Linked DNA regions of Macaca fascicularis: region 2 is linked to region 1. Evidence: chromatin contacts called from public Hi-C data. All regions are on one chromosome and are shown on one strand. Each heading gives the region's core, a stretch centred on a gene start, on an enhancer-like site or on the middle of the called end of the contact. The rest is flanking DNA. Distances are from core to core; before and after follow the strand shown.

Region 1 (5,465 bases), core at 1,444-3,943:
GTACACTGGCACAATCTCAGCTCACTGCCACCTTCACCTCCTTGGTTCAAGCAATTCCCCTGCCTCAGCCTCCCGAGTAGCTGGGATTACAGGTGCATGCCACCATGCCCCGCTAATTTTTTTGTATTTTTAGTATAGACAGGATTTCACCATCTTGGCCAGACTGGTCTCAAACTCCTGACCTCAGGCAATCCACCCACCTCGGCCTCCCAAAGTGCTGGGATTACAGGCATGAGCCACTGCGCCTGGCCAACAATCTCTGTTTTATAGATGTCTAGAGTTTGTTGGTGCCTATGTCTACAGAGAAATATAAGTAGCTTGTTATTTTTATAATACAGTGAGATCATATATATTACCACATACCCTGTTTTCTTCTGACTGTATCATTGGGATTTTCCATATGGATAAATTTAAAAGTAGTAAACTTAGAAATTTTCAGGTTGATAACTTTAATAATTTAATGCTTGCTAATAAAAATATGGATATAAAAGTTTACTGAGGCAGACCACAGTGATTAGCAGTTCTCTTTTCATATAAACAACGTAGCAATGTACACAGAATACGGACTGTGCGAACATCTTATCACAGCTCAAGGAATTAGTACTGAGTTAGCACCCCTGTGTAAGCACTACTGTACTTAGATCAGGAAATCGAAAGTTACCAGGTTCCAGATACTCCTTTGGCCCTTTCTCCATCAATATCTCCTCTCACCCCTGCAAAGATAACTACTCTCCTGATTTCCAATACTTTAATTTTGACTGTTTTTGAACTTTATGAAATTATTCAGTCATTTTTATTATGGAACATGCATTCTTTTGCTGGGCTTCTCTCACCAAATTTTATGATTTTGAGATTTTCTATGTTATTGCATGTACCTATAATATACGTTTATTGCAATATATATTCTATCGCACAGATAAATCTTTCCACCTATCAATGATTAATTTGAAGAAGGAGAATTGATAGGCCAAATAGAAAAACATTTGCTAGATATATGTAGTTACTCTCCCGAAAGGATGCACTAATTTACTCTTCCAGCAACAATGCAGGAGTGCGTCTAATACTCACCCATGGCCTACAGTGAGTATGAACTTTATTTTTGCACCTGTGCCAATCAGAGAGACAATTAAAACATGTATTGTTTTATAACTCCTCTTAGAACCATATTTTGTTAGTAATTTGCACAAATGCATAAAACATTTATAAAACTTTTACAGCCTTTTCTCCTTAACAATATATTACCATTTTCTTTGTCTCTAAATCTACAACTATGCCATCATTTTAAATTAATGCATCATAATCTATACTGTGGATATGCCAAAACTTACTTCCCGAGAGGTCACTCTATAAAATACATTGCTTTTTTTAGTGAATTCATTGTGTCATAATCCCTCTTAATCCTCATGAAAATCCCATGAATTACAGTCTCTGAATATATGCATTTTAACAAGGAAATTGAGGCACAGAAAGATTGGAAAATAACTCGCCTAAGATTAAAGAGCTAGTGAGATTTGGAAACAAAATTTGAATCTAGACAGGTCTGGTTTTAGCAGCCATGATTTTAATACCCTCAAAACACTGACTCTTTTCACTAATTAATTATCACACTTTTCTCTCGTTCAGAACAAAAGATGTGGTTTATTCCCACTGCATTTTCATAGCCTCTTGTAGATTGTAATTGCCCGATAAATGCAGCTTCCTTTATATTTCATTTCACTAATAAAATGCAACAAATGAGTGGAAACAAAAGTGAATCACTGTTGGATTTGAAAATGTAGTGTTTTTGTTTCTTACAAAATGATAACTGTGGTTTTCTACTGACAGATACATGAAATCACTGTTATTTTATGTCTTAAGTTTTATACTATGAATTTTTATTGGTCCAAAGAACAGAAAATCTAATCTATTTCTAGATTTCAGTTTCTACATAGGACAAACTTCTTCAACTCAGCCAAGGAGAGTCATTTATTTCATTAGTGAATGGTGGATTTGGTTTCGTGGCTGCCCCCCACCCCAAAACACTTGTTATGGAGTTGCCAGGGCTACCCAATAACGTGGAAGAGTTTATGCATTGTCCAGATAATTTGACAATAATTCTTGACAGTTTGTCCAGAATTAGCAGATAACTGGATTACTCCTCATTACATTTGTAGCTCTGGAAATTGACATAGGATAAAAGGTAATAGAAGAGATTATTGTATTCGGGTTATTAAAAATTCCAGACACACGAAAGGGTGTATGTAAAAATCACCAACACGATTTAACTGTTAACTGTGGGTTAAAAACAGTGTGTTCAGCCAACCTCTTTCAACACAGTAGTCACCTAAATTGCTGTTTTTAAAAGCCAGTGCCTGTCCCTGCTAAGCCCAATAGCCGTCACATGATTAATGTGCTGGTGTCTTATTAACTGCTCTGTTCCAGAAGCTGATCAATTCATGGCCACCCTTTCTGCACAGACCTTTTTGTAAAAACCTAGTTGAAATCATGCTGTTCTGACTGCAGGCTACTGCACCCCCCACCAAAACATCATAAAGAGCAAAGAATTACTATTTCCAGTAATCCAGGCCATAAATCAACCTGCTCTGAACACAGGAAAAAAAAAAAAAAAATCACTAGCACTTCCTGCATTCATATTCCAAAGCCTAGCGGTATCCCAGCAGGTTCTGGAACACGCCACGCCCCGTGTATGTGGTGTTTGTGCGTGTGTGATTGTAAGCAGACGTGGCAGGACAGGGGAGGCTCAGGGAGGGGGAGGGCGAAAGAAATCCCAGCACCCGTTAACATAATTCCAAACGCTTTGATCTTATCACGACCTTCCTTGCTGTCACAATATTTTAAGATTGTTAAAAATTGCCACCTTATCTGTCTAGGGGTATCACCCACTACTTAACTTATCTGGGCACATTTGTTTGAAAGAAAAAAGGCAGTATGGCATGACCTTGGTTTCTTAGCACCTGACTTTAATATCTAATCAGTTGTGTGTCTCAGTGAAGCCAACCAGACACGTCACACAGGCGCCTCTGGCACCCAGCAATTCTAATGATGTTTACTTCATTCACCCCTTTTACGAGAGCTTCCAGCAGCAGCACTCAACCACCCCACCCTTCCAGTCTGGGCTCCAGGGTCCTTCCAGGCCTAGAGCGTATTTTTAAATCTTGGATGCCCTTTCCATTGAAAATAATTTGGATGCCTTGAGGTCAGTCGTAAAAAGTTTTCTGAGATGATATAGAGACTTCTGAAGAGAAGCCTCGATTTGGATCAAGAAAAACATTAACCCTCACGGCTGTTTCAGTTTTCACAAAACACAAACGCTTCCCCTCCAGCAACATCAAGTCTTAAGGTCGTACAGTGCATTGTGGGGAACACACACCCCACACTGTAGTTAATTTTAAAAAGGTTTCTTAGAAAGGTCCCACATATTTAATGGCCCCAGATCGAAGTACAGTCTGAAAATCTAGAAATGAGAGAAACAGATGATGTCAGAATTATTAGAGGACCATATATTAAAAGTGACATAAAAGGAGTCGATTGTTTCTCAGTGACTTTGGGATCGAATTTGCTTCGTTGAGAAAGCAATAGAGTCGCCTGGCAGCCTGGCGGGCTCAACCTGGAACCTGGAAATCCAGCTGTTTTCTTTCTGGTTCTGACACTGTCACCGGGAATAAACGTTCTACGATCGTGACGCTGCTGACTCCCAAATCTCAACCCAGGGCAGGAAGGAGCCCTGGTTACTCTCTTTTCTCCTCACTACGATGATAGCATTCGTTGACATGGCCTGCTACAAACCGTAGTGAATTCTTTCGGACTAATTCTGGAGAATGATTTTCTGCAAAATAAGCAGCGATGTTCCTCCACGCTTAAGAGACCAACTGAGACCCTGTGTGCCTTTCTTGCCTCCTTGTCCCCTAATAAAGCTGGAGTGGTAGGGAGGGGCCACACTGGTATCTAGGCCCCAGATGCTCTTAGGACAAAACAACAATCCAGGTCGAGGGGACTGTGAGGACATCCCTGCAACTTATTTTAATTGACCTGCTTGACCCTCCCCAGCTCACACAGCCCGTCCGGATGTCCGAGGTAGGGTATCCATGAGACGCGGCAGGTCTGTACTGGGGGGACCTGCAGTGCTACATTGGTACAGGAAAGTGTGCGCTTCCTGGGAGTCTCCTAACCCCTGCCCTGGTGAGACGGGGCTTCACCCATGGGGAGACTCAAGGTCCCTGCAGCCAAGCCCAGCAGGGAAGAGCGTCCCCAGCACATGAGGAAGACTGTGGCACCCAGGGAAGCTCAGTGACAGCCCCGGCACCCACAGGTGGCTTAGTCCATCCCTGTCTGTGTTCCGTCTGCCGTGCAGGCAGCTCTGAAACCCTTCAGCAAGTTCTCATTGGCCCCCAGCTGGGTGCCCCTGCAGGGTTCACAAACCAGGCTCCACCCAACTGGCCTTCAAAGCACACTAAAAATCCACCTGCAAGAGCAGCTTTGGAAAACTATTATTTTAATTGACAAATAATAATTATATGTATTCACAGGGTTCAATGTGATGTTTGGGTCTAGTATATAATGTCGAGTGATTAAATCAAACTTATTAACATATCTACCACCTCTCTTATTGTCCGTGGTGGGACATTTGAAATGTACTCCCTTAGCAATTTAGAAACATACAATATGTCATTATTAACGATGGTCAGGAGGCCGGGCCATGGATCTCAAGAGATCTGAGCCTGAGAATCCACCTCTGGGGGAGGAGGGCCTGAGGAGAGAGGCTTACACTGAACAGCATCTTGGCTTTACGGAGGCTTCCTAGAGTTTCTTAAACATTGAGGGAGGCCTTGCCACTCTTCCAAGTCAAACCCTTGCACTTAGAGTCCAGGTTTGTGTCTCTCTCCAACAAGAGGCCTGTGACGCTCGCCCTGCTTGTTCTGTGGAATGTTACTTTGCAAGCGCGTTTACACAACTGTCACTTGAGGTTTGTTTTTAGCTGGAATTGTCCTCCCTCCTGGATTCCTCTCACATTGCCCTGACCCTTATCTCCCGGTAAACTAAAGCCACCCCTGGATGAGGAGGCAGAGCCCGAGCTGGGTGGGAAACGATTCACACACTGACATTTTAGTCAGTGAAGAATTTGTAATAGGTTTAGAGGCTGGTCTTCAAAAATCCTCACAGGTACCACAAGACCCCAGATTTGAGGAGGAAAATAACTCTGCAGCCCCCAGCCACCCGTTCCCCGGCCACCTCTCCCCTCAGAGTCCCACTCCGGGGCAAGTTCTTCTGGCAGCTGAGTGGCTGTGAGCACCCGGTATGGAGCTCCAGGCTAAATAAAGCTGCAGGGACAGAGATAAACAAATGCTCCCAACTCAAATGCCTGCACACAATATCCTTTATCTGGGCAGAGATAGCACACCCAGGAGAGTGGCCAAGCGCACCCCTGTAGACGGACCCACAGGTCCTAACAGGCACCAGGCTCGCTC
Region 2 (5,465 bases), core at 819-3,318, 550 kb after region 1:
GGTGAGTGCTGTATGTTTAACATATGGAAGCAAAACGACGAGAAAGCCGTAACACCTAACCATTTTCTACTTTTAAGTTGTTTCTTTGACTTTCAAGACAATAAAACTCCAGGGATTTTTCTTTAATCATCTTTTTATCATGGAAACATTTCCGGCCTTTTGTTCTCTAATGACATTCCAACTCCCCAAGCTTCAAACTCCTGTTCCCCGACTCTATTTTTAAAATCTCGAAATTCTTGCGAAAAATCTAAACTCCATTGCTCATCTCTTCAACCTAAAGTTTTCAGTTTCCTTTACACAGTCCTCCGGTGATGCCTCTGAGCAGGAAAAAAAAAAAAAAAAAAAAAAAAAAACTCCTGGCTAGTCGATTTTCGAAACACTTTTTTGTGGTCATTTATTTTTGTCTCTAGGCGTCCACAGAAACCCACAGCTACTAGAAATTAATACTCCAGATACTGCTATGAGAACTTCTTAAGGAAATTCCAGAGTTGGTCAACATTAATCTTCTTGTCATTCTTCGCTCCCCACAGCGCTCCATAAAGCTTTTTGAAAACTTCGGCTCAATTTTATTTCGCCCTTTCCAAACGTCTCGATTCCCTGTCCTACAAACTCGGGCGGCTGCGTCTCCGGGAGCAAACCCTCCGCCCAAGTTCTTCCTAACTCAGGCTGCGCTCCGATCTGTCATCGCGTTATTTCGCACTCCACCCCCCCCCCCACCCCCGAAAAGTGAAGTTCAACTCCCTAACAGTTCTCGCTTCCCCAAACAAAAGGGAAAAAAGTGCTTTTCGCCGTCACTTCGTCCTCCTTGTCGGCTACGCCAGCATAATTTCGGTCTCCTATGGAATTTCTTTAAACTAACGAGCCCCACTCTGACTTCCACTTAGTATTTACCAGCTGCACCAACTCCCCAAGCACGAAACCCCGCTTTAGTCCTCATGGGAGGGAGAGAGCTCCCGAACGCGGGGCAGCGGGGGTCCGCGCAGAGCAAGCTCAGGAGGTCGAGGAGAGGAGCGGGGCCCGCGCCGGGGACACGCGCGTCCTCCAGGCCGGCGGCGCGGCGTGGGCCTGCTCTCGGGAGGGCTTGGCGAGGACCACCGAGCCCGCGCAGCCCCCGCTGGCCTCTCGGAAATGTGACCGCCAAAGCCAGAGGGGCCGCAGGGTTCGCCCCGCAGCCCTCCGCAGCGCACAAACTTGGGCGCCAGCGGCGCGGGGTCCCGGGCCGGGCAGGGGGCGTCCGGCCCCGGCGGGTCCACCCCGGCCCGCCCGCCCGCCCGCCGCCGCCGCAAGCCCGGCCCGGCGCCTCCTTTGTGCGCCCTCCTGGCCTCCCAGTCCCCCCGGCGCGCGGTCCCGCCCGGCCGTGACCTTCCCGCCCTCCCCACCATCCCAAGCAGGGAAAGGGGCCGCCCCGGCGGGGATCGGGCCGGGGCCGGGGCCCCGGAGACGCTCACCTTCGTCCAGCAGCCGCTCGAGGTGGTTGAAGATCCCGCAGAAGTTGGGCAGGCTGCTCATGAGCTTCTTGTCGTTCATCAGCTGCATCAGGTAATCTGGGGTGGGCTTCGGCTTCTCCTTCGTTTCCATTTCCCCGACCATATTCCAGGCTCCGCAGCTCACTCCGCCCGCCGCCGCCGCCGCCGCCGGAGAGGAGGGAGGGGCGGGGGCGAGCCCCGGCCGCGGGCCGCTCGGGACCCGGCGTCCCGCTCCGCGCCGGCTCCCGCTCTGGCTCCCGCGCCGAGCCCCGGGGCGGCCGGCACCGCGCGCTCGCCCGCCCCCCGCAGGCACTTTCCGCCCGGGCCCGACGCGCTCCCAGCCGCCGCCGCTCTCGGCCGCCCGGCTCGGCGCGTCCCTCACGAGGCCGGCGGGCGGGCGGGAGGCGGGTCTCGGCTGGCCGAGTGCGGGCGCAGGGCGCGGGCCGCTGGCGCCGGACGAGGAGGAGCCGGGGCCGCCGCTCGCTCGGCTGGTCGCGCCCGCTCAGCGCCGCCGCCGCCTGTGCCGCGGGCTCGGGGGGTCTCTCTGGGCTGGTCCCCGCCGCGGCGCCTCTGCCGCTGCCGCTGCCGCCGCGCTCTGACTGCGCTCCTCCTCTTCCTCCTCCTCCTTCTCCTCCTCCTCCTCACTCACTTGGCGGCGGAGTTCGCCTCAGTTCAGGCGGCGCTGCCAGCGGCGGCGGCAGCAGCGGCGGGGGGGGAGGGGCGAAGGCGCGGGGAGGGCCGGGGGCGGGCGGCGGGCGGGGCCGCGCAGGGCGGCCGTTAGCGGGGCCCGGCCGGCGCGCTCCCGCTGCCCGACGCCCCCCGACCCGGGCAGCAGCCGGCGCCGTGCCCCCTCCTCCCTGCCTCCCTGGCGGGGCGGGCGGCGGGGGCGACGGGAGCGTGACGGGCGGCGGCGCTCGGCGGCCCCGGGCCTGGGCGCAGGGACTGGGTCGCCGCCGTGCGGGGCGCCCGGGGCGGGTGGGTGTGGGTTGCGGGGCTGACGGCCGCGGGGGGGCGCGGGGCTCGGGCGCGGTTGGGGCTGGCGCGGCAGGCGGGAGGAATTCCAGCGGGACGCGCCAGCGCTGCCTCCGCCTCGCCTCCCGTTACTATAGTTTTTTCAGAACCTCTCATCCACCCCGCAGAAAAGAAATTTTTTTTAACGTCCTGTTGCTTCACGGGGGACTTTCGGGGTGGGCATCACGTGGCCCGACACGTAGCCATGGGGCTCCAGAGCGCGTGCGCGCGTCGTGCCCCGTGGCCACGCCCCTTCCGAGGGTCGCTCCGCCCCCGCCGGGCCCCGCGAGCGCGCGGTGGGGGAGGGAAGGGGCCCGGAGCGCGCCTGCGTGGGGCGTGGGCGGGGCTGGGGGCGGCAGCCGCCTAGGGGCTGGGGCTGCCCGTTTAGGGCCGGGCGCTGGCCAGTCGCCCACGGTGCGGAGGGCTGGTGGGCTTGCCCTGGCCGTCGGGCCCGCCACCTCGCGGGTCTTGGCTGCGGGGCGGGGGTGTGGCGGGGGAGCCGAGGACTGGAGTTTGAGGCTTTCTGAGGCGCGTGCGGCGGCGTCCGCCTCTGCGGGGTAGGGCGCCCGTCGCGCCGGGCTCCCGCTTTGTCGCCGAGGGAACCACGCGCGACGCCCCTCCCGTCGCCGCCGTGGCTCCCTTCCGTGTTCGTGATTTGCTGAGAGGCTGGAAAGCAGCACGGCGGAGAGAAGCCTCGCGCTCGCCAGGCGGGGAAGCGTGCGCGGACACGCGTGCGCACCCACGGGGCGGTGGGCGGGCGTGGGGGGTCTGGGCCAAGCGGTTGACGCGCCGCCAGGGAAGCGATCTTGTTGCACCTTCTCGTTATTCTGAAAGCAAATCGTAGCGAGACCCGAGCGCAGCGGCTTAGCAAATTATAAGGGGAGCGTTAGTCGTGCTCGAAATGCTTCTTTCGCGATGGCATCAGTGTTCCGTGAGGGAATGAAGCCGCAGTAGGAAAGAGCCTGTGCGCGTAGTCTGAAAAGCAGAAGTCAACATTTTTACAGATGAAGAAAGAATACGGAGGCAAGAGGTCTTTCTCTGCAGTGTGGTGGATTTCCAACATTTAGATTTGTTTGGAAGAATGTTCTGAGCTGCAACAATGAAGTCCTCCTTGATCTATAGAAGTCGACAGTCCCTAAATCTACATCTGCATCTGCATTTTGTTGCAAATCCTTTATAACATTCCATTAAAATAATGCAGTTATTTAATATCCAGTTGATACTGAGTAATTCGCGGCTGAAATTTACTGTTAATCATTCTGTCTTCTGACTTAATAGTGAACGTAGGTGATTTTTTTTGTGAAATGTTGCTTCACACGAATTCTGAGAATCACCTCTAAGTTTGAGTTGTACTGAAGGCACTACAAGAATTTCAAACGAACGCTGAGTGGCCAGTAGCTTCTGGCCTTTTCATTTAACAAGCACAGAGTTCGTTTGTAAAATTAAGTTACTTTGACAGAGGAAATGTAATAGCCTTGGTAGACAACGTTAAAAATGTAACTCTCAGATATTTTAAATTCTCCAACAGCAGTATCTGTTTTAGAGCCATAGAATATTTACTTACTGAATTGCCTATTTAAAGATGAACTTTCTAAATGCAGGGAATAGTAACTTGAAAAAAAGCTCTGGTCTCTGAGTAATGAATGCTGTTTCAGTACCTAGAAAAATAGTTACACAAGGTTTTGATGCTGCTAGTATAAAATGCAACCCCCTTCTTAATGGCCTGCTTATTTCTTAAGCTCCTAGGCACTATGCCGAATGTTCTACATACATATCTCATTTAATCATCAGTACAAGTTGGGCTTAGGTTAGACTGTTATCCCAATTTTACAAATAAGGGGAAACCCAAGAAAGATGAAGCTAAGTGCCTTGTGCAAGAATACAGCTTATGAGTCCTGTGTCTGGGATTATAATACAATTATATTTTATTGTAAAGCTTATGTTTTTTTTCTTTTTTTCCTCGCCCTATCCTTTAAGTCAGGTTGAATTTTATGACAATATTCCACCATTTTTGACCCGTAGAAACGGCAGTGTCATAAGGCTCAACCACTTAAACCAGATTAAAGAACAATGATAGGCAATTTTCATTTCCTGTGTATTAGATAATAGCTACTGTGTGTTACTTTTTTTTTTTTTTTTTTTTTGGTGAAACGGAATTTCGCTCGTCGCCCAGGCTGGAGTGCAATGGTGCGATCTCGGCTCACTGCAACCTCAGCCTCCCGGGTTCAAGCGATTCGCCTGCCCCATCCTTCCTAGTAGCTGGGATTACAGGCATGCGTCACCACGTCTAGCTAATTTTGTATTTTTAGTAGAGACAGGGGTTTCTCCATGTTGTTCAAGCTGGTCTTGAACTCCCGACCTCAAGTGATCTGCCCGCCTCAGCCTCCCAAAGTGCTGGGATTACAGGCGTGAGCCACCGTGCCCAGCAGGTTACCTTTTCAAATCTATGTAGATCACTTCACTAACTGACAGTTCCTCAATGGTTTCTTCTCTCAAAAAAGAAAAAAAATCCGAAGAGCTTACCAAGGCCTGCAAGACGACAGGTGTGGCCCCTGGTGCATCGCTGACCTTATGTCCTTCCTGTCCTCCCACAGCCCACTTGGCTGCACCCCCGTGGAATCTCGCTGGATCCTTAAACATTCCAAGTATGCTTACCCTCCCCAGGACTCTGCCCTTGGTGTTTGCTCTCCTCGGAAAGCTTTTCCCCATGCATCGGTGACCCCTGCTCCTATTTATCTTTAGAAGGTGTCCCTTAACACCCTATGTAAAATGGCACTTTTGTGCACGCACACACCTCCTCCCTTCTTCCATCTGCTTACCCCGGGTTCTTTTCATACCATTTGTTTCCACCTGACATAACTATGGGTAAACTTGTTTGCCACTGGCAGCAAGATTGTAAGCCCCATGAGAAATAGGAGTTTCTTCTATTAGGGATTTCCAGCACCTACGTCAGCATATGGTACATGTAGGCATTTATTAAATATGTGT

Evidence for each region. Hi-C and Micro-C count contacts between places; a contact is called where the count stands out from the background.
Region 2: a contact with region 1 is called in a Hi-C map of skeletal muscle, with 7 times the contacts expected there. The contact joins the promoter of QKI here to the enhancer-like site in region 1. A contact is called at or near these places in 2 of 2 Hi-C or Micro-C datasets (liver and skeletal muscle).

The regions. Positions count from the first base shown.
Region 1 is chr4:7,160,923-7,166,387 of T2T-MFA8v1.1, forward strand. No RefSeq gene overlaps it. Among named protein-coding and RNA genes, the nearest start is that of QKI, 550 kb to the right of the region's middle. Within about 2 kb of position 2,694, at least 1 of the 6 cell types and tissues checked has an H3K27ac peak or open chromatin away from gene starts, as enhancers often do.
Region 2 is chr4:7,714,555-7,720,019 of T2T-MFA8v1.1, forward strand. QKI (QKI, KH domain containing RNA binding) reads right to left here and starts at 2,069. Exons shown (of 8, transcript XM_045390386.3): 1 at 1,449-2,069. The coding sequence starts at 1,590.